5 separate regions of the Mus musculus genome follow, and all the other regions are linked to region 1. Evidence: chromatin contacts called from public ChIA-PET, HiChIP or PLAC-seq and promoter capture Hi-C data. All regions are on one chromosome and are shown on one strand. Each heading gives the region's core, a stretch centred on a gene start, on an enhancer-like site or on the middle of the called end of the contact. The rest is flanking DNA. Distances are from core to core; before and after follow the strand shown. Region 1 holds the start of Fam221a (family with sequence similarity 221, member A). Region 2 holds the start of Gimap4 (GTPase, IMAP family member 4). Region 3 holds the start of Gimap3 (GTPase, IMAP family member 3). Region 4 has its middle 16 kb from the start of Tmem176b. Region 5 holds the start of Tmem176a (transmembrane protein 176A).

Evidence for each region. Promoter capture Hi-C pulls out the DNA fragments that hold promoters and counts their contacts. ChIA-PET counts read pairs in DNA pulled down with a chosen protein or histone mark. HiChIP or PLAC-seq counts read pairs in DNA pulled down with a chosen protein or histone mark.
Region 2: a contact with region 1 is called in an RNA polymerase II ChIA-PET map of memory CD8 T cells, with 12 read pairs. The contact joins the promoter of Gimap4 here to the promoter of Fam221a in region 1.
Region 3: an RNA polymerase II ChIA-PET map of memory CD8 T cells shows a contact between it and region 1, with 9 read pairs. The contact joins the promoter of Gimap3 here to the promoter of Fam221a in region 1. A contact is called at or near these places in 2 of 115 datasets of contacts at active chromatin or transcription factors (embryonic forebrain and memory CD8 T cells) and 1 of 9 other capture datasets (pancreatic islet).
Region 4: a FOXA1 HiChIP or PLAC-seq map of pancreatic cancer cells shows a contact between it and region 1. The contact joins the enhancer-like site here to the promoter of Fam221a in region 1. A contact is called at or near these places in 2 of 39 promoter capture datasets (embryonic stem cells and stem cell-derived epiblast-like cells) and 2 of 115 datasets of contacts at active chromatin or transcription factors (embryonic limb bud and pancreatic cancer cells).
Region 5: a contact with region 1 is called in a promoter capture Hi-C map of stem cell-derived epiblast-like cells, with 5 times the contacts expected there. The contact joins the promoter of Tmem176a here to the promoter of Fam221a in region 1. A contact is called at or near these places in 5 of 39 promoter capture datasets (the C10 cell line, the HPC-7 cell line, embryonic stem cells and 1 more), 4 of 484 Hi-C or Micro-C datasets (embryonic stem cells and muscle stem cells), 1 of 115 datasets of contacts at active chromatin or transcription factors (pancreatic cancer cells) and 1 of 9 other capture datasets (embryonic stem cells).

The regions. Positions count from the first base shown.
Region 1 is chr6:49,365,655-49,370,078 of GRCm38.p6, forward strand. Fam221a (family with sequence similarity 221, member A) reads left to right here and starts at 2,085. Exons shown (of 7, transcript NM_172727.3): 1 at 2,085-2,319. The coding sequence starts at 2,255.
Region 2 is chr6:48,682,490-48,686,913 of GRCm38.p6, forward strand. It overlaps Gimap4 (GTPase, IMAP family member 4), which reads left to right and starts at 2,089. Exons shown (of 3, transcript NM_174990.4): 1 at 2,089-2,134; 2 at 4,349-4,420. The coding sequence starts at 4,363.
Region 3 is chr6:48,768,944-48,773,367 of GRCm38.p6, forward strand. Gimap3 (GTPase, IMAP family member 3) reads right to left here and starts at 1,908. Exons shown (of 5, transcript NM_031247.3): 1 at 1,699-1,908.
Region 4 is chr6:48,823,288-48,827,711 of GRCm38.p6, forward strand. No RefSeq gene overlaps it. Among named protein-coding and RNA genes, the nearest start is that of Tmem176b, 16 kb to the right of the region's middle. Within about 2 kb of position 1,909, at least 31 of the 459 cell types and tissues checked have an H3K27ac peak or open chromatin away from gene starts, as enhancers often do. A contact at or near this core is called in pancreatic cancer cells, where this site is marked.
Region 5 is chr6:48,839,292-48,843,715 of GRCm38.p6, forward strand. It overlaps Tmem176a (transmembrane protein 176A), which reads left to right and starts at 2,192. Exons shown (of 7, transcript NM_025326.4): 1 at 2,192-2,298; 2 at 2,913-3,110; 3 at 3,298-3,408. The coding sequence starts at 2,916. Tmem176b (transmembrane protein 176B) reads right to left here and starts at 2,083. Exons shown (of 7, transcript NM_001164207.1): 1 at 1,705-2,083.

The sequences.
Region 1 (4,424 bases), core at 835-3,334:
AACAGCAAAATATTGTACGAAGTGAGGGAACCCAGGCCCCGAAAGACAAATGCCACATCTTTTTTCTCAACGTGGATCTGAGTTTCAAACTTTGTACTTATGTACCTAAAATGGAGTGTCTATAGAGGTCAGTAAGCCAGAAAGGTCCCACAAGAGGGGAGGGAAAGAGGCCTCAGTGTGGGGAGGGAAGAGTAGAGCACATGCAATTTGACAGAAGAGGGCAATACTGGGAGCTAAGGGGTGAGGGCAGGGGCAGGGGTGAGTTAGCAGAAACTACTCACATATGGAAAGACTTATGGAAATTCAACACTTTGTATGCTAATTAAAACACTTTTAAAAAGGATTTTGAATGACGGGCTAATAACAATAAGAACTTTAAGAAGTTTAACACTAAGAACATCCCTTACTTATCCAGGCATTTGGAAGCAGAGGCAGGAGAAGCCCAAGTGTGAAAACAGACTTGACCGCATGGTGAGTTCTAAATTAGCCAGGATCATATAGCGGGTGAGACCTCTCAAAACCATCCCACCCTGACCAGGCCAGGGATACGGCTCAGTTGGCAGAGCCCTGAAGTAGAAACACACTGTTGGAAAACAGCCACAGCTGACCTGCTGCATTCGAGTTGCTGTGAACCTTGAATCTCTAAAAATCCAATTATCTGTTAAACAAGAAGATTAAAGGATGAGAAATTTGGTCCATAGAGAGCTACAATGTTTGAGAATTCTTTTCTCCTGAGTAACGGTTAATTTCTTACTCCTTTTCAGCTTGCCAGAACAACTTATAGCTAAATTACTAACGGATGATAATTCCATTTTTATATAAAATGCGTGGAGATTCTTTTTAAATGTTGAAACAGACTTATCTTGGAGTCAGGTGTATAGTTTGGCAGTACAGAGCTTACCTAGCAGCTCAAAGGCTTTGTGCTCCTACCCGGAAGGCAAGAACTTGGCTGAATTGTTTCTGCTTGTTCTTCCTTAACCTGTTATTTTCTTTGGAGAACATTTTTTTTTCCTTGTCACTTGCACTGGTACTCAGGATTGCTGGTTTTATATTTTATTATTTTCCAGTGGCATCGAGACTTGAACCCAGGGTCTCAGTATGCTAAACTCATGCTGTCCAACTAAGCTTCTATGCTCAGTTCTCAGCCTCAACCGTAATACTGAAAACATGGACGTTGACACCCCTCCCCCACACTTCAGAGATGTACTGATTCGAAGTGTGTGATTGTGAATGGGTGCGTGCAGCAGTGTAAACAAGCTCTGAGGCCAGTGGGCAAGAGGAAAGGGTTGGGTGTCTTCCTCTATCATGCTCCATTTAATCCTTTCATGTAGTCTCTCCCTGAACCCAGGGTTGGGATTTTCTTGTCTAGGCTGAAAGCCAGCAAACCTCATTGATTTTTCTGTCTCCACCTACCTTGAAACTGGGGTATTAAGAGTCTGAGATGCCTGGTTCTTTATGTGGGTGCTGGGATCTGAACTCTGGTACTTATGATCGCACAGCAAGCACTCTTAGCTACCGCTCCAAGTGGCCAATTCTCCAAGACTACGTACATTTCGAGAGATTGATTAAATGGGAAGAGGTATATAAACCCTGTTTTGAGAACCCATTGTATCCTGGCACTGCACTTATTCTTAAGGAGACTCTGGGAATGAAGCAGTGAAGAGCACGAAGTTTGAAGTGGGCAAACAGCATCTGTTTTGCAGCCTTGGGCTATGCAGGAGAAGCCAATTTGTAGGGCTCAGGTAGCGGTAGGGTGGCGAAGCTCAAGCTAAATTAAGCTCAAGGACCCTTAGAGGATCGCCAGGTAGACTGTGGGCCACGGAAGCAATCACGAGGGTTGGTGGAGACGTTTGGCCTGGAGCAGCAAGAGGGGCGGGGCAAAGCGGGGCTTGGCCAAGGGGCGTGGCACAAGGAAGAAGAGGGGCGCTAGGACAGGCCGGATGCTAGGGTAGAGCGGGAGCTGGGGAGAGGTAAGGATGAGGGCGGAGCTAAGTGGGGCGGAGCCCAGAGGAGGGGGAAGATTGATTGGGGAGGAGCTGCGGGGAGAGGACGGGAGCTGAGGGGGACAAGGGCGGGACTAAGCGGGTGAAACAGAGGGGCGGGGCCCAGGACGGGGCGGGGCTAAGGGGGCGGGACCGGGCAGTTTCTGGCGGCAAGGCTGTTTGTTACTCGCGCAGGTCTGGTGGATCCTGCCTGGCAGCTGCAGGGCGGACTCAAGAGCTCGAGGCAAGGGCTCCTTTCGCTTCCCGCGGCCATGGAGCGGCTGACGTTGCCTCCTGGTGGTGCGGAGGCAGTGGACGAGTACTTGGAGTACCGGAGGTGAGGCCTTAACTCTGCTCCGCGGGGCGGGCTCCTGTTCACGGACTCTTGTCCGTCCGAGCACGGTGGGACGAACCCGGACCCAGCGGACGAACGTACTAGCGCTCTGGGAGTCTGTTCGGGAGGCCTGGATTAATTTCACATTTCATCCTCTGTAATTAAATTTGCAGACACACAATTCTATTCTATAATGAATCTCTTCGGAGACCACTTGAGAGTCTCCTTTGCCAAAAGGGATGATTAACTACTTTTAAAATGGATCCCTTTTTGTTTCTCTTAGTGACAATTGATTTACATATTGGGTCTATAAAAGTTAGTAGATGTCAGTTTATACATCAATTCAGTGCTCTCCCAAACCAAGGGAGATGGTTTTTGGACTTAGCTTCCGAGACTCCTCTCTGGAAGCAGGGAACACAGCTGCTTGCTCCTTTGGCTCCACACACATCTGCCCCCAATTCCCATAGCCTAGGAGGGGTTTCTTCTTGACAGCTGGGAAACTGGGAGAATAGAGGTTACAGACGACTTGGAGAATGTGTGTGCACAAAGGAAAAGCCAGATGTATAGAGCTTCCCCCAAGTCATTCGTGGGGTGTCCAGGCAGTTGGGTTTCCCAGCATATTGCCCCAATAGTGTAGTTTTGGGTAATGCTTAGAACTTTCTGAAGATTCTGAACAGGAAATGTGAGATGGAACAGCTTGATCAGTCTGTCTTAGTTAGGTTTCTATTGCTCTATTGAAACACTGATCAAAAGCAACTTAGGAGGAAAGGGTTTATTTCAGTGTATAGCTTGTAGGCCATGATCCAGGGAGGCCAGGCCAGGGGCTAATGCAGTGCCCCTGGAGGGTGCTGCTCATTGCTTTGCTGTTCATGGCTTGCTCGGCCTGTTTGCTAATAGCATAGTAATAGTGAGCTGGGCCCTCCTACATCAATCAGAGGTCCTGCCACAGGCTTGCCCACAGGCCAGTCTAGTGTGTATGTGTGTCATTTTTTCTCAGTTGAAATTTTCTTATTTTTTTAAAAATTCTTTTTAAAAAGGAATTATTTATTTTTTGTATATGAGTACACTGTACCTGTCTTCAGACACACCAGCAGAGGGCATCAGATCCCATTACAGATGGTTGTGAGCCACCATGTGGTTGCTGGGAATTGAACTCAGGACCTCTAGAAGACCAGTCAGTGCTCTTAATGACTGAACCAACTCTCCAGCCCTCATTTGAGATTTTCTATTTCTGTATGACTCTAGCTTGGGTCAAGTTGACATAAAACTAGGCAGTAGCACCCAGTCTTCATGGTAGGTTCACCGCATGCTCACCCTCTTACAGAGCACGGCTGGCTTCTTTAGTTTTGCTTTCTGGCTTTTCACTTGTCTCTTGTCCAGAAAATGGTAGGGACAGGCTCATGGAAAATTATTTTTTGCAATCGTAAATATTATGGAACATTTCCCTTTAGGAGAGATTATTGCATCAATAAGATCTGAGAAACATGAAGACTCGGCCTTCCAGATATCAAAGGGTTATTTGGGGAAGGCATTCCAAAATGATCCCTATCAGAAACCAACTTTCCTATTGTCAGGGGCCAGGCCTGTAATCTCAGCCCTGAGGAGATGTCTAGGAGGGTAGTGAGTTCAAGATCAGTCCAAACCACCTGGTGAGAACCTGCTGAAAAACTAAAGGCGAGGCTGTAGCTCAGTGGTAGAGCATCGCCTGGCAAGTGCAAGGCCCTGGGTTCTGCAAAAAGAAAGGCCAAACAAAACACGTTGCCATTTTTCTTTAATTTTTGACTTGCCTTTGGTGGGAGGCATCTGGGAGAGAGTTTAGTCTTTTTCCTCACAGTGTCAAAAGATGGGGCACCTGGGGGCTTACTAGAAGATCAGGGTGTTAGACTTACCCAGGCTCAGTAACTCAGTCCAGCAGGTGAACAAATGCCCTGGACACAGTGGACGTACAATAAAGTTTGAGCTGTTTTGGTTTGGAATTTAGATACCAACACTTTCTTACTTAAAAGATTTGCATTTATCCTACACTCTTTCTGTATCTGCTGCTGTTCTTTGACGGCTATAATAAAACTTTATCTCAGAATAAGTCATAAAAACACTATTGTGTGTCT
Region 2 (4,424 bases), core at 839-3,338, 680 kb before region 1:
TGTGTTAGGGATCCAAAATCTAAGCTCTTTCCTGCTGATCTCTGCTTGAGTAACTCCCCAGAGCGGATGGTTCCTTGGGGCTTATAAACTGTGTGGATGTCAAGTATGCGAAAACAGTGTGGAGATATGAGGACATGAGGTTCTTCTAATATGTATATATGTGTGTGTGTGTATATATGTATATGTATGTGTGTGGATGGAGAGATTGAATAGAATTTGAAAGGAGACTGTCCCAAGTTGAAGAGGTAGGCATGAAGCCTGAAGCAAACAGAGAGAGAGAGAGAGAGAGAGAGAGAGAGAGAGAGAGAGAGAGAGAGAGAGAGAGGTGGAGGGGAGTGAGAGGGGAGGGGGAGAGGGAGGGGGAGGGGGCAAGGGGAGGGGGGAGGGGAAGGAGGGAGAGGGAGAGAGAGAGGGGGAGGTCCTGAAAAAAATCAACAAGTGGAAATAAAAGTGAAATTACACAAGAATCAGCCCCAAAGTAGGCAGAATAATAGAGAAGAGGAGAGAAAGAACAGGTTGGACAAGAAGAAATCTGGTAGCAGGACTGTGACTGTGTATTGTTAAAGAATTGTATACAGTCACATAGTGTGTTTGGATTAGTTCCACTCCAGTGTCTGTCCCCTCTGATTCCTTCTCTAGGCCTCTCCTTTCCTTCCCAACTTCTTGTCGTCTCTGTCTCTCTCCCCCATTTAAGAAAAAAAATCTAAACTCCACTTAGTGCTGTCCATATGTGCAGAGATGTGGAATCATCTACCAACAAATGGGTAACCTCTTAGGGGCAGTGCTCCTGAGAAAAAAACTTCACAACTTCTCTCTCTTTCTCTCTCTCTCTCTCTCTCTCTCTCACACACACACACACACACACACACACACACACACACACACACACACACACACAAACACTAGCAGCAATCAATTGCCCACAGCTCTCCTTAGATAGGGCAAGAGTTCATGAGCCCTTCCCCATCAGCACTGAGGTTTTGGTCCATGCAAATTTTTGTGTGAAATGACCTTGTCATATCCAGCAAATAGTGTTTCACTGCAGTGTTCAATGACTCCAGTCTTTTCACCCCTCTTCTGTAATAAGCCCTGACCCCTGAGGAGAGGAGATATGATATAGATGTGCTATTTAAATCCAACTGTATCATGAATTATATGACATGTAAAAATACCTAAATATCCAAATTAAAAGTAGATTCTAGGGGCTGGTGAGATGGCTCAGTGGGTAAGAGCACCCGACTGCTCTTCCGAAGGTCCGGAGTTCAAATCCCAGCAACCACATGGTGGCTCACAACCATCTGTAACGAGATCTGACTCCCTCTTCTGGAGTGTCTGAAGACAGCTACAGTGTACTTACATATAATAAATAAATAAATCTTTAAAAAAAAAAAAGTAGATTCTATTTATATGCTATTAACAAGGAGCTCTCTTCTCTCTCTTTCTCTCTTACTCAATTATTTCTTTCTCTCATTTCTTTCTTTTTTTTTTTAAGCTCAGCTGCCCAGAAGTTAGTGGCTTCTTCTTCTTTTTTATTGATTGATTGATTGATTGATTGATTGATTATATGTAAGTATGCTGTAGCTGTCTTCAGACACTCCAGAAGAGGGAGTCAGATCTCGTTACGGATGGTTGTGAGCCACCATGTGGTTGCTGGGATTTGAACTCCGGTTCTTCGGAAGAGCAGTCGGGTACTCTTACCCACTGAGCCATCTCACCAGCCCCCTTTCTCTCATTTCTTAAACAAACATACAGGAGATTCAATATCACTGCCAGCCAAGTCATTGTCATTCACATTTACAGATTGTTCTGCCAAACAAGAGCTGACTGACCGTTATTTACTATGATGGACCATATTGCAGTCAACTAAAGTCCTGGTGGTGAAAAAACGTGACTATTGATTTATCACATTCCAAGTGCTAAGTAGCTACCAGCAGCCCATGGGTACCACATGAGATGACACAGAACAAGAGGACTGCAGAACGTTCTGCAGTGCAGCTTGCTAGGAAGATGGGTGGGTCCCTTGCACACTCCTATTTCCACAGTTCCTCCCCCTCGCTTCCTCTCTGCTACTCTGTTTTCTTGGTGTTTAGTATTGTTTCGAAATCAGAGAAGGTCAAAGGACCCAGATTTTCAGGTAAGAGAATAGGGATGGATGATGTGGGTGTTGAATTTGGTGAGGAAGGGGCCTCTCTACTAGCTGTGTCTAGTAAACCTCCTGACAGACCTGCTCTTGGGAATTGTATTCATTGGCTTCTGTTTCCAGCCTGATAATTTTAGGCTGTAGTCCGAGTTGAAGGCTGAGTTCTACAAATTCCTGTGTGCTTCAGGGTTCGCTGCTTTGAGGAGGACACTTTTTCTACAGGGAAAGTATTCCTGCACTGGTCAAAAAAAAAAAATTTTTTTTTTAAATGTGACTCTTCCAGGAAGAGAATGACTGAGTTAGCTTGGAGAGAGCAGGCAGGAAGAAGGCAGGGATGCGGAGGATCCCTAACAGGCTCAGCTTGGCACAGCTCCCCCAAGCTGCCATAATGTTGGGATTAGCACTAGCCTTTATCTTTTTCCTGTAAGCTGCTTCCTAGGGAACCTGCCTCTTGGGGAAACTATTTCCCCCCCGAGTTCTTAGAAGAGCTGAGCTCCCTCCAGGTAGGTCTAAGTAGGGAGGTTATGTTTACTGTGGCTACTGTTCTGAAGCCAGTAGTAGACGTTTGGTCATAGGCAGAGCGGGGATGACTTAGTCAATGAAATCTGCACCTACAGAAACACAGGTCCTGGTTTTACAGATGAATTAGAGTCTAAAGAGCTCCTCTGTCACCCTGTGCCCTCTGTCTCCCCCGACCCCGAGAAAGTTTTGAGAAATTTTCTACCATTGATACTGGGCCTCCTTGCTAATCACCAAATCAAGTCTGTGCTAAGAACCAATGCTTTGTGTGAGTTTGTGGTTTCTTTTTAGTTTATGAGAAGCTGTCTTCCACCCACCTGGCCTTCAGGCATAAAAAGCCTCTTTCAAAAGAAGCATCTAGAGTTCTGCTTCACATCTGTATCTGAGGGCTCCCTGTGTGGGGACTCTGTCCTTACCAAGGAGCATTCCAACCTGTCCTGATTGTAGTTGGCTCCAGAGTTTTCAAATGTGTTCATGTGTATTAGGTAGAGGAAACACTCAAATGAGCTGAGTGTTTCTACATAACTGTGTCTTGGTTAACAGGGAAGGATGGCTGGGTGGCACAGGCCACCCCCAAGCAGAGAGAGGTAAAGACCCAAGAAGGTCAATTTGCTTGTTTAGTAAATTGAGACCCGCCCTTTGTCCAGTGCTGTGTCTGTGCCTGGAAAGTTTCCTGTCACAGAGTCAAAGAGGAGACAGTCATATGCTAAAAAATGATTTCGTGTTACAATCATGTCTTCGATGAGGAAATGCTGCTGTGCAGTTACAGCAAAAGCAAGTGATCTCAAAAGTGGAGTCTCAGGTTGGCACTGCTGCAGGAGAGAGCCATTGGAGAGAGCATCTCAGGAAGTAGAGGCAGAGCAGCCCCAGCTGGGGGATGGGCTGGAGCAGTGCCCCCAGAAAGGGAAAATTCTGAGAAAGCATAGGAGATAAAAGTGCTTCAAGGGTCCTGGGAACAGAGGGGAGGTCAGTGACTTCAGCGAAAGATGTCCATGAAGGAACTTCTGGACCATTCTAATAGTTCAAACTATCCTCTAAAGAGAATCAAAAGCTGCTAGGGAATTCAAGCAAGAAAATGAAAATGAAATTTTATTTTGAAAGTGAGATCTGGTGGTAGAGTTGTGAAGGGACCAAGGAAGGGATGATTGGGCTGACAATGAACAGCAATGGGTCTGATCAACATGAAGGTAGAAACAAAGGGACAAATGAGATTTCTGAATGTAGTCATTGGGATTTGGTGATGGGCTCATGCAAGGCAGGAAACCAAGACTAGAGTAGAGCTCAAAGCTCAGCAAGAGCCATGGTCTGTGTGGTGATAGCATTTATGGAGATGCAGAGTCGGGCCTGGGGTGTGGGAGGAGTGTCAAGGGCTCTATCCTGGTCAGCCTTTGTTAGAGATGCCCACGAAAACCACGATGAGAAGCTGAGCCAGAAGTGTGGGCACCATAGTAGTCATTCACTAGCTGAAGGGATGGAGGGAAACAGGGCCAGCCTGAGAAGGAGCTGGTAGGATTTAAGTTTGTGTAAGGAAAAGAATAGCCTGAAAAATGGAATGTTGAAATGACCTTTTGGGGATGGGGCAGGAGAAATAAAAAGGCTGAGTTTATGGCAAAAAGTTCAGTGTTGGATACAGGAAGTGGGGCTCCAAGTGGTTTTCATAACTTGCCGTGGTCGCTTCTTTATCTGCAGGAAGCCGAGCTACAATGGAAGTCCAGTGCGGTGGTGCGGGGTTCATCCCAGAAAGTTCAAGGAGCAGCCATGGTGA
Region 3 (4,424 bases), core at 658-3,157, 600 kb before region 1:
TGAACCCACACAGTTCCAGCAAAATGACTGTCACCTTGCTGTTTCTCATCTGTACCCCTTTCCCACGCGGTCCCCTTCATTTTATGCTGGGCCACCATTTTTTCAAGACAGCAGTGTGCCCTGTCCCCACCCACTAGGATCCAAGTGTCAGCCCACCCCTACCACTCCACCACTTCACCCACACACCTGTCAGTCCTTTCGTTTATTTTTTAAGAAGTCAGTGTGTGTGTGTGTTTGTGTGTGTGTGTCAGTTATTTCTGGCCCTTGGTTGAACCTTGGAGCTAGCAAAAGTGGAAGAGCTCCCCATATCTAAGAGGCCCTCCCCTGGCAGTGCTTCCCTCATGCAGGACTGGAAGAGACTGGAAGAGGGCATGGGCAGGCCACACTTAGAAGCACTGTGAGAAGGTCACAGACTTGTGTGTTGGCCTTGTGCAGATTATCTTGGTCTCATTTGAGAAAACTGATAATATCATTCTTTCTTTCCCATATCCTTCACCACAGCATCTTGAGAACAAACTGTCCTAATGGGGAAAATGTGTCATGCTGTTATGAGGGAAAACCAGTGTGCAATGGTCATGGGGTCCTTTCCGGGAATAAAAGCTTTACTGCCTGCAGCTTCATTCTGTTTGCTTTGACTGGTCTTTAAAGAATGTATTACTTTATCCAAAACAAACAGCAAATGCTTTCTGTGAACAGATGAACCTGAGTGAACGCACACCTTTAATCCCAGCACTCGGGAGGCAGAGACAGGCAGATTTCTGAGTTGAAGGCCAGCCTGGTCTACAGAGTGAGTTCCAGGACAGCCCGGGCTACACAGAGAAACCCTGTCTCGAAAAACAAAACAAAACAAAACAAATTCCCTCCTGCCCAGCACTGTGAATGTTCACCAAGAAAAAGAAAAGTGATGGGAAAGAAAGAAAATTAAACCTGCAGGGGACGGGGAGATAAGATAGCCAGTCCAGCCACTCAGTGAGTACTGGATTCAGTGAGATGATACGCCAATAGATAATTTAGCCAGTCAGAGAGTGCAGACCACAGTCAGTGATGGAAAAAGACATCTGGTGTCCCTTTGCTCTCCAACATCGAGGAACCCAAGGCTCTGGGGAAGAGCCTGGGGTTGTTCTTATCCATTGATAGAGTCCTGACCCCGACTGGATAAAGCGAATGCTAGTCAGACAGCTAGGGTTCCTTCTGGACGATGGGTAGTGTATGAACTTCAGATCACCCATGGGGCCCACGTTCCATCTTCCTGCCACAACTCTAATTTCCCAGCTCACAAAACCCGGTCTGATGCCCCGTCCCAAAGACTGGTTCCCCTCCAGCTGCTCTCTGGTTCCCAGACACTCAATACAAGCCTGGCTGACAGCTCTAGGGAAATTGCTTTAGAAGCTTGTCTGCTCCCTTTCGCCCTTGGAAAGCAAGGAGAATGTCTAAGAGTCCACCTCTCCTGAGTCCTCAGTGGTGTGTTAGCCTTGTTCTGTGAGGGAGAAAACTCACTGATGTTCCACAGACAAGACTAAAAGTCCCTGGGGAACAGGAATTTCTCTACAGTCTATGAAAAAAGATCAGTTGTCTTTCCCTTCAGGTTGACACTAATTGTTACTGGTAGATTTAAGGGTGAGCAGGATAGAAGAACACCACACACACACACACACACACACACACACACACACACACACACCACAAGATCCCTGTTACCTGGTGAGTTCCTGAGGATCTTTCCATTCAAGATCTATAGCCACTGTGGAGCTACCTTCCAGGCCTAGGCAGCCTCTCACATTGGTTTGTAGTCTTTCGTAAAAGTACAAGAGCTACAAGAGGTGAAGGCCAGCTCACAAGATCTGTCTTCCAGGGGGAGGAAGACGGTGTCTCCTGAGGGGTGGGAAAGGGTGATGTACATGAGTTTCTCTGAAAAGGGGTGCTCTGAGGGCCACTGAAGAAGGCAGCCAGTGGAAAAGGTTGATTTAAAAAAAAAAAAAAAGTTCTGCTTCCTGCTCCACCCTCATCGGCCACACCACTGAGATGTTTGTGTACAAAGTATTCTCTATGGGCCTAAGAGAATCTAGAAGTCTAAAAGCATGGGCAACCCAAGACTCTAGCTTCTGCTCCTCCTCACCAGGCAGACAGCATGCATCTCTTCTGCTCTGCTGTTTACCTCTGCCATCCGGAGGTAGCTTCTTAGATGGAATTTGAGGTGGCAGTTGAGCCTAAAGTGGCTCTCTCCAGGGCCCACTGGACAGATCAATAGCTATCATGCTTGAGCCTGGCTAAGGTACCCTGGCTTCTAGGGAGAGTATGGGAGAACAAGGCTTAGGTTTTCTCACCTGGGCAGACCTTGTCTCCACAGAAGCCATGAAGCTAGCTACCCAGTCTATAGTATGGTTTAGGCAAAGCAACAGCACTTAGTGGAATCCCAAGTCCCTGTGCCTCTGCCTGCTGCCCTGCAGGACTCAGGATCCGGAGTGAGCCAGGTCTCCTCCCTGGAGGAGTTCCACTTAGCCGTGTGTTTGAGTTCAGATCACTTTTTTATTCACTTGCTGTTCTTTTCCGCGTATGAGTGTTTTGCCTACATGTATGCAAGTGCCCTCTGCACATGCCTGGTGCTTGCAGAAGCCAGGAGAGGCTGCTGGATCCCCTGGATCTGGAACTATTAACACTTGTAAGGCTCCTTAACTACTGAGCCATCCCTCCAATCCCAAGTTTGGGTGATTTTTTTTTTTTTTTAAACAAAAGAATGTTCAAGGAGGAGAGTGGGATATGGGATCTATTTGGGTGAAATGAATATAGATGTTGTTCCTATAACCTGCATGTTCATATCCTTAGCTTTTTGTTTTGTTTTGTTTGTTGGTTTTTTTCGAGACAGGGTTTCTCTGTGTAGCCCTGGCTGTCCCGGTCTGTAGACCAGGCTGGCCTTGAACTCAGAACTATCTGCCTGCCTCTGCCTCCCAAGTGCTGGGATTAAAGGTGTGAGCCACCACTGCCTGGCTGTTGTTTTGTTTTGTTGTTTTAATTGACATGTATGCTCTTGTGGGTTCCTGAATCCACCTCAGCTCCTGCAGTGTGATTTCTTCCTCACAGAACTCAGGGATTGTTTGGAACCTTTTCTCACTGCAGCTTTCTGGTCCACGCCTCCAAAGGGAAGGTGCATCCTGCTGTGAAGGGACGGTCAGCAGGAAAGGAAGCCAGACTGCAGCCAATGAGAACAAGAGCCTGAGGCTCAAAACTGTAGGAAGGGAGTGGGAACTGGCGTCGACGTCTTGCAAACACTGCCCCCTGCTGGTTACCTGCTGGTTTGCTGTGTTCTGTTTTGCCCAGTCTGGAAATATTGAACAGTGGTTTGGGGGAGTTGTTTGTTTATTTTTGATGTGCCTGAGCTCGCACGTGCACATGCTCCTGAGTGAACACAGGAAAGCCAGAAGACTGACTGAAGGTGTCTTCTATTACTGCGATACCCTATTGCCTTGAAATAGGATCTCTCAGTGAATTCTTGATTTCTACTAGGTTGACTGCCAGGAGCTCTAGGACCTGCCACTTTGCGCCCGATGCTGAGATTACAGGCACAAGCAGTCATGCCCAGATTTTTATTTGGATGCTGGGGATTCCAACTTAGGTTCTCATGCTTGCACATAAAAAGTTCTTACTCACTGAAGGCTAACCGTCGCCTCTCAGCCTCAACAAATGCTTTCCTTTTGACTTGCTACTCTAGAGAGCCCTCCTTTCTCATCACCTTGTTTAAAACCATGCTGCTGTACCCACACGAGAGTCCAAACACGAATGCCTATGGCAGATTTGTTCACAAAGCCCATCCAAATGCAGAGACAACTCAGATACACTTTAGTAGGTGGGTGTGACACACCCGGGCAATGGGAACTACAAAGAGATGCGTTAGCAGGACACATGGAGCCTCAGAGGGAACGTATATACATGCTGCTACGTGAAAGAAGCTGATCTGGCAGGGCTCTGTGCTGTATAGCCACAGCTCTGTCGCATGCTGGAAAGGACAACTGTGAAGATCACCTGTGGTCAGGGACTTGGGGAAGTAGAGGGAGAAATGAACAGTGAAGTCAGAGGAATCTATGCTAATGAGATATTCTATCTGACCTGTGGGTTGCTGTTATCACCCACTTGTCAGGACCCACAGGATGTCAAACACCATGAGTGACCCCTGCTGTAAAGCTACACACTTTAGTTAATAAAATACATGAATACAATTCCATGGACAGCAACAATACTCCACTAATGCAACATGTTACTGATAGGAGAAACTGGTAAGGAGAGCATGCCCCCTCTGTACTTTCTGCTCAGATTTTCTGTAAATTTAAAACTGCTGAGGATGGAGAGATAACCGCAGTTGAGACCATCAGCTGCTCTTTCAGAAGACTCGAGTTCAATTCCCAGCACTCACAACCATCTGTAACTCATCC
Region 4 (4,424 bases), core at 659-3,158, 540 kb before region 1:
CCCATGCTAACATGAACTATAGCATCCTCCATTTGGTAGGCTCAACAGGGAACGTGCCTTTAACTCCCGTTCTGCACTCTGTGGTAAGCAGCAGAGGGAATGCTTTTCTAGACAAACTGCGAAGCTGAAGGTCAACCTCGGTCTATGCACACCCAGTCTCTCTGTCTTACTAGACATGGGAATCAGGGCCTCTTGAAAAGGGAAAGGGATCATTCAACAGCTGGTTGTTTGTGAATCACATACCTTCTTGTTTGTGCTGTAAAAGAATTCACATCACAGTCAGTGTTGTGATGTGACACACACATATATTTTATAAGTGCATTTGCAGAGCCTGAGTTTATGTGCAGCTTCCTGAGGAAGGCACCCTTGACCAACAAGAGTTGCTTCCTGAGTATGTGAATTCCTTCTTCTCCACGTGGCACCTCTTTACAGCTCACTTGGGGTCTCCCCAGAAACTCACCCTTACAGGAGGCTTTGAAGTGCTGCCCCATAGGGCCAGGACCTAGATATTCAGAGGGAACCATTTAGACATCAGTTACTGCACCCTAGTGAGTCTAACATCTTGTGTAAGAATCAGGACTTGTTCAACAGCAGGGGGATTCAGGCTTGGGTCAGCTCAGCACCTGGGAGAACAACTACAGGAGAAATTTTCCCCTCTAGGGTCTGATTTCAGCTCGTGGTCTTCATCTTCAAGCTCAGGGTGATCTTTGGCAGCCCCAGGCAGGCGTGGGACAGCAAAGAGCAACCATAGACCCTACATCGCAGCCTCAGGCTTCAAGTGCAGCCTTTGCTGAATCTGTGACCCAGAAGCCATAGGTGTGCTGACATGACTAAGTCAGGCTGTGTGCCTATGCCTGAAGCCACACGCCAGGGTATATGATCTGCAGTATAGGTAAGTCTGAGCCACATGCTTTATTCCTGGATCTGAAGACATTTAGCCTGTCAGAAATGAAAGAGGTCTCTGATGAATCTAGGGCTGCTAATAGAAAGTAGGCGTGGCTGCTGAGGCCATCTGTTTTGAAATTCTATACTAATGCCCACTCAGTGGTTCATAAAGCTTTCCCCGTTTTTTAAGTCTCAACCAAAGCCGGTGGGAGAGCAACCAAGGTGCTTCTCCCTCTCTATGGTGATGCTCAAGAGCTCCACCAAATTCAGTTACTGCCCAGATAGGTCACGGTGGTCATGATACAAACTGGCAAATACAGATGGCTCAAAACACACTAAATCAAAACATTTCATGCTGTTTATTTATTTACCCAACAAATATTTGGAGATTGCCTCCCACTGGCCTCTGATAGCATTGCTGTACAGAAGGCAGACATGTGCTGTCACTATTGAAGTTTACTGTCAACTGCCGGGTTTATATGTACAAACCTGTAAAGTAAATTAAATTTGCCTCTGTCAGTGGCACACTGTAGCTTAATATAGAGATGGATTCCCTGACCTAACTTGTGAGTAGAGTCTTAAGGTGAGTACACGAGTCTCAGCCAATCAGGGCACCAATGCTCGAAGCGGAGGTGGAGGTGGTCACCGGTCCAGACACGGCCATGAAAGAGGAAGGCTGAGCTGTGGCCAACCTGTTTTTCTCTCTGTGTTGTCTTTTTTTTTTTTTTTTTTCCTGTCACCTTGGGCAGAGAGTTGCCTGGTGGTCCTCTCTGAACTTTTACTGGTTTAGGCTACTGTCCAGTCCTTGAATTTAGTCTGTCTGACAAAGCAAAAACAAAAAACAAACAACCAGGGCCAAATGATCTTGAACCCCTCCCCAGTTCTCCCCACTCTCCTCCCCCCACCACCCCGATTTCACGTTCTTTTAAAAAATGTATCAAGTAAAGTTTGTACTGCTCTAACCGCTTCCCTTTCCCCACGATTAAGGTCCAAAGTCCCGCCAGTGTTTGCCCTACATTGCCACAGGGATCCTTGTTGATTGCCTCATCGCTCCAGCTCACAGCTCCACACGAATCTCTCTCACCCCACCCCCAGTTCCATACACTCCAGCTTACCCCAAGTCTCAAAGGAATGGAAATAAGAGACATCCAAAGCTGTTTTTCATGAGAACAAAATGTCCTCAATTCCTGGAAGCTTTATTTGGCTACATGCCCCTGCATTTGACTCTGGGGCCATGCCCCTGACACAAGACAGTGGCAAAAGGAGGATGTGGGGCACCGTGGGTACCCAATTGTCCTATCTCACTCATGCTCTGCTGTGCTCCATCTTCCCATTGCAGTATCCCACATGCCACCATCCACGCTCCCCTCCGCGACTTCTGTGCTATGTGTATCATCTTTTCAGCTTTAGGACTGGATTTAAAGACCAGATCAGCTTTTCACTGTCTGCAAAATTTGGAACTTACTGGCAAGGACATACTGAAAAGGAAGGGTTAGAAGTGAAAATACCAAATAGAAAATACTAAAGTAGAAGCTCCTGACAAATAGAAATAATTATGGACACATTTTCAGAAAAGAAAATTAACCCGCCCTATATTAATTAAGGGACATACTCATCAAGATATAATTATTGCTATAAGCATAGGTGCACTGAACATTGGTGCAGCCAACTTCACAAAGCAAACACTACCAGATATAAAGGGGCAGATGGTCCAATAACAACAAATGAGTGAAAAAAACCTATTCTCATCAGTATATAGGTCATCTGGGTTAAAAAAATCAGAGAAATTTCTGAATTATACTCTACCATAGATCAAACAAATTTAACAGACATCTACATAATTCTATTGTATTCTATACAATAACTGTAGAATATACATTATTCTCAGCAGTCCATATAATTATCCCTCAAGTGGACCACATTTAAATCACAAAACAAGTCTCACAAATATGAAAATATCATATCACATAAAATAAAAATAAAAAATCAATAGCAAGAGAAACAACAAAACTGTACAAACATATGGATGCTAAACAGTACACTCTTAAGTGGTCAAAGGTTCATTCAAAAAAATCAAAAAGGAAAATTAAAAACTCTAGAATAAAATGAAAACGAAAAGCAGCTCCTCTTGAAAGCTTGCCCTCATTACATGTGCAGAGATCAGGAGGCGACACAGCACGAGTGTGGAAGTCAGACAGCGTGGTGGAGATGTCTGTTGTCTCTCCTTCCATCTTTCTGTGAGTTCCAGGGACCAAACGCAGGTCACCAGGCTTATGTGGCAAGCATCTTTATCTTCTGTGCCGTCCTGCCGGCTGGAGGAAAGACAGTTCTAAAGTGGAAGAACACAGCTATGAGTGTTTGCATTTTAAAGTCATAGACTTGGAGGGAGGGCAAGGGATGGATACACTCTAAATACATTGTATTCACATATGAAATTACCAATGAATAAATTAAAATAAAAGAACTTTTACAGTTAAAATATAATCAGAGATGATGTCACCAATACCTAACGATGCAACTCAAAAGTCTCAGAAAAGCAAGAACAATGCAAACATTCTTTAATTCTTCTATATGGTCAAATAAAACTCCATTGTTCCCTGAATGATAATAATAACAATTTTAGCATACATTTGCATCACACTTTCTTTATCCATAGATGTCCAGGCTGATTCCAAAACTTGGCAACTGTGACAGTGCTGTAATAAACATAAATGTACAAATATATCTTTGGGACATTGACTTATGGACCCTTAGCCATATATATGATCCGTATAGCTGAGAGAGCTGAGTTATATAATAATTTCAGTTTAAATTTTTTTCAAAGAATTTTTATTGATTCCCATAGTGGCCGGAGTGGTTTACATTCAAGACTCCACAGAAGACCTATACAGTCAAAGCAATCCTCAACAAGAATAAAAGTAAGGCTGTAGTTATCATCATACCCAATTTCAAGTTATAATACAGAGACATTTGAGAAGAATATTGACAAGAATATCATAGTACTGGCAAAAAAAATAAAAAAGCAGGTAGACAAACCAATAGAATAGACTAGAGGGCCCAGAAATAAGTCACACAGCTAAAGACACCTAAGTGGAGGACAAGGAAGAAAGAATAATGTACAAGGAGAGTAATGGAGGAAAAGAAAAATACCACATGCATTTTCTCATATGCAGGATCTAGATCTTATGTACTTGAATATATATGTATGTATGTATGTATGTATGTATGTATAAATACATGTCTATATATTTGACATAGTTGGAGAAACAACACTATTATGGAGAAGGAAAAGGGCAAGCAGGAGAGGGGAGAGAGAACAAGAGAGGCTAATGGGGTGAATATAATCAAAGTAATATATATATATATATATATATATATTGCCTTGAACCTGCAGCCTTTCAGAGAAATGTCCAAGGACCAAGTAATGGAGGAAAAGTAATGGAGGTTTATTTCATATATATATATATACACATATATATATATATGAAAATAGCATAATTAACCTCATGATTCTCATGATAACTTTTAAAAATTAATTC
Region 5 (4,424 bases), core at 942-3,441, 530 kb before region 1:
TTCCCCCAACCTCCATGGAGTGTGCCAGCTACTTCTGCTTTCTTACCTAAGAGATATCACATTCTATTGTAGGTTTTCATTTAATGCAAACACTTGCTCCATTTTCAATGCTTATCTTGAAGTCTGACAAATGTCTATCTTCATCCAAACACAGCTACAATCAAGGCATAGGAATGTGTGTATTGTAAAAAGTTCCCTCCATGTGTGGTGGCACACACCTTTAAACACAACACCCTGGAGGCAGAGGCAGGTAGATTTCTGTGAGTTGGAGGATAGCCTGGACTACATAGCAAGTTCTGGGTCAGCCAGGTATACACAATGAGATCCTGTCTGAAAAATAAAAATAACGATTCCCCAGGACTCTCCCCACATAAAGCCTCTTCCCTGGCTCTCCAGCTTGGTTCTCTCACCGTTTCAGTGGCTGGCTGGCTATTTGTTTTGAAAGGCATTTTTTAGTTTATGCTTTTGTGAGTTCCTCCTCCTCACATGTCCTGATTTTTTTCATAGAAGTTCTTTTATATCTGAAAATTACGACCGGCAATATGCACCCCTAGTCACACACCCACATGAACAGGCATGTTTAAATTACAAACATGCAGTAATTTTAAAAAAGATGTTGATCTTTGGACTGTATATCATAATTTGGTAGATACAGAGGCAAGGACCTATGGTGCTGGTCCAGGTATTAATTTCTGAAAAACAGTTTCTACTGTGGTCTGTGGTATATATTACTTTTCTCCCACTGAATAAAACCACTGTTCCGAGTTTCCATAGGGCCTCAGGCAGGCCCATGAGGTCTTCATATTCTGCCTGATTACTTCCTCAGCGTGGCCTCCATTCTAATCAGCACAGAGCTTAACACAGCTTCCCACTGTCTCCTGTTATGGGCTTATAACAACCATTTAGCCCCTCTGATGGCTTGCCTCTGTCCAAAAGAAGTTCTGCCCAGTGGCTCTCCTGGGCAGTCTGGTTAAGCATCAGTTCTGACTGGATATTGACGGCCACTCCAGTCACTTCCCTTTGCATCCCTTCATGTTCTCCCCCACGCCACGGAGCACCTTCCACTCACCCGTGCACCTCAGAGCCGAAAGCACAGGAGTCTGACAACTTTTCAGGAGGGACGAAGAGAAACACAAATGAAGGCCTCAGGTTCACACCTTCCCTTGAGGTTCCAGGAATAAAGTCTCAGTTGTCTGGGTGCTGGCCCCCTCTAGACCCCCAGTGCTATCCCTGCCCTGGCCACCCAGAATCCCTCTGCTTCCTCTGCAGAGCAGGAACTAAAGCCCTAGGCACCAAGAAGCCTCTCACCACTTCTGGCACCGCTCCAGATAGTGGCTCTCTGATATCCCTCCTCCCAGTGTTCAGAAACAAAGAAAAAGAACACCCCGTGTCCCCACAGCTGTCCCACCTCTGCGTGGTCTCAAAGGCCCTGCTCTTAGAACGCAGGCGTGAGGCACTGATAACTATGGAAGGTAAAGCCAGACTCTGACCTCCCCAGCCTCAGCCCTGTTTCCAGAGTCACATCCTCTGTCCAACACATCCCTCCCTCCCCAGAGTCCTACAGGAAAGCAGAGATAGAAGGAAGGAGAAGCATCCTGAGCCAAGATGGAGCTTGAGGAGTAGACTTGGAGACTCTTCCAGAGAAGAAGGAACCCTATGCTTCAAAAGGGGGCTACCAAGGGGCCGTGAAGGGTCCTGTCTCACCTGCTGTCCTCTGCGATGGGTGGGGCTGGAACTGAGAGGTCTGGGAGGAGCTGGCTTAAAGCTGACCCCAGAGAGAGGAGAGCAAGAAGGGGGTGGAGGGATGGGGCCTGACATGGAGTCTCTCAGTTTGCCAGCAAGTAGCTGACAGGAAAGGGCCCCACTTGAGGGGGGTCCATCAGGAGTAGATGATCAGGCCTGCTGGAGCAGGGATACAGGTGACACAGATACACTCATACACCCAAGGTGGCACAGGCCAGCACCTGCTCAGAAAGCTCTATCCCTGACTGGGAGAGAGAGCACTGTGCAATCAAAGGATTCCACAGGAACAATCAGTGCCAACCCCAGCTCTTACCTCGCCCACCTTCTCCAGCTCTCCAGTGCCCAGTGAGGAGCTGCCTGCTGGAAAACCCCTAAAGGGGCCCTCAGTCCCAGCTGCCTGCCAGGAAGTGTTGAGGTCTGCCCATTCCCCCTCCCCTTCTGGCTCCCACCCAGGTTCTTCCTCCTGCCAGGGCTGAAGTTCTCAACTACTGCCAGCGCCTCTGTGTGAGCTCTGGCCTTCCCTGCTGCACACTTCCCCGGTCCCAGAGGAATCAGGTAAGACAGCCCACCATCACTTTAGCATAGCTCGTTTCCCAGTCCATCCAGATCCATCCAGTCTGACGCCCTGCGAGCTTGCTAGGGGAGTGGACACACTGGGGTGTGCCTCCAGGGACAGGTATGGCCTCCATCTCTACCACTCAATTCTGTGGGGACAGGGTCAGTCAGTGCTTGTCGTTCATCCAAGGAGATGGTGGCGTCTGGGTGAGGTGGTCCCTGGGACCCTGGTAGGGAAGAGATAATTGCAACAGAAGCTTATGGGGCAGTTAGAGGGGGACACTGTTTAAGGGGCTTGGCCTCTGACCTGGATTCAGAAAATGCTGGGGAGAAGAGATCCAATCAGAGGTTGGGTGAAGAGATAGGTTGTGTGCGTTCTGCTTGATCCAAACATCAGGCTCCTGAAGACCATGGCAGTGGGGCACAAAGCAAATGTGGGGTGAAGCGGGTACTCCAGCATCAGGCTTCCCTGACAGACAACCCTCCAAAAGAGCTGAAGATACAGCTCCACAGCCAGGGGCAGCCATTCTGTGTCTCTGTTAGCCCCCAACTCCAAGCCGCCTCTGAAACATCTGCCAAATATTTCTTCCTGCTTTTCCTTTTCTCCCTCACAGACGATGTCCACAGACATGGAGACTGCAGTCGTCGGCAAGGTGGACCCTGAGGCTCCACAACCCACCCACATTGATGTGCACATCCACCAGGAGTCTGCTCTGGCCAAACTTCTGCTGGCCGGATGCTCATTGCTAAGGATTCCAGCATCCGCTTCCACCCAGAGCCAGGGCAGCAGCAGAGTGCTGGTGGCCTCCTGGGTGAGAGTAGCTACGTGCTTGATGGGCCCAGGGAGGGACCCTCATTTGGGCCATATTTTCCTCTGGCCTCCTCTATACATCTGTCCTCCTAAGACATTGAGTTGATTTTGTCTGTGTGTACAGACAGTTGCAGCTAACAGGTAGCCCTGCTGCTGGAGAGCTGTGTTTCAAGTCCTCTCTCTTCCAGGTGGTGCAGACTGTGCTGGGGGCTCTGAGTGTGGTTCTGGGTGGAACCCTCTACATAGGCCATTATTTAGCCATGTATTCCGAAGGCGCCCCCTTCTGGACTGGGATCGTGGTGAGTGTGGCATCATGAAGGTCCAGGGCTGTCTGAGAGCACAGGGATGGCGGTCCCTTTGCTTCCCTTCCACCACCACCATTGATGTGGCACCCCAGAGTATGTAGCCAAACAAGACCTGAATTAAGTAAGCCAGTCTGGTGCTTGTGTACATGACAAATGATGAAATGGTCGCCTGTGCAGCTGCAGGTCAGCTTTGTCTCTTGTCCCATGCTTCTCCCAGCAGGCTGACAGAAGCTCCTTGCCATCAGTAGTCATCAACAGTTAAGGCTCTCAGGGCTTATCTACCTCTAATGCCTGCCTCAAGACAGGGAAAGCGGAGTGCATCAGGCAGGAAGCATTGTCTTCTGGCTCTCTTACTTCCTTATGCTCATCCTATGGGGATCCAGGGATGAATTTTGTCAGAAGAGTGCTATTGTATTTAACGACAGCTGGTTAGGTTGAGCTGGTTATGTCATAGGTACAAAGGACTTTCTGATAGACCCACACTTTCAGAACAGCAAAACATATGTATTGAGAGGAGAGATTAAAGTAACCATGCTAATCCATCCAATGGCAGGATTATATGGACTGGTTATAGAATAATCAAATAGGATCAGGACCCATCTGCCCACCGAACTGCGTCAGACTCCCCGTTCTTCTATCCTAGTTAGATGGACCCAACGGCTGCTAAGACAAGTGTCTGGACCCAAGGCTGCCTAAAGTCACATTCTGCATCCCCAGCTTTTCCAACAGTATGGGACTCTGACCTACAAGATCTCTGGTCCCTGGAACGTTCTTGAAGAATTTAGTGTGACTTTAAAAGAAGGTGGTTGGGATGGATAGGAAGGTTCCCACCTGACTCAACCGTGTACACTTAGGTGTCAATAAAACAGTGCCCTACAGCCTCACAACTGTGCTCCAAGCTCATTGTCCCACACAGTTACTCCACCATAGACAACAGAACATAGCAGAACATCTGAGATGCAGAGGAAATGCTCTAGGCCATGTGGCTGGCACTACAGATGGCAAACACA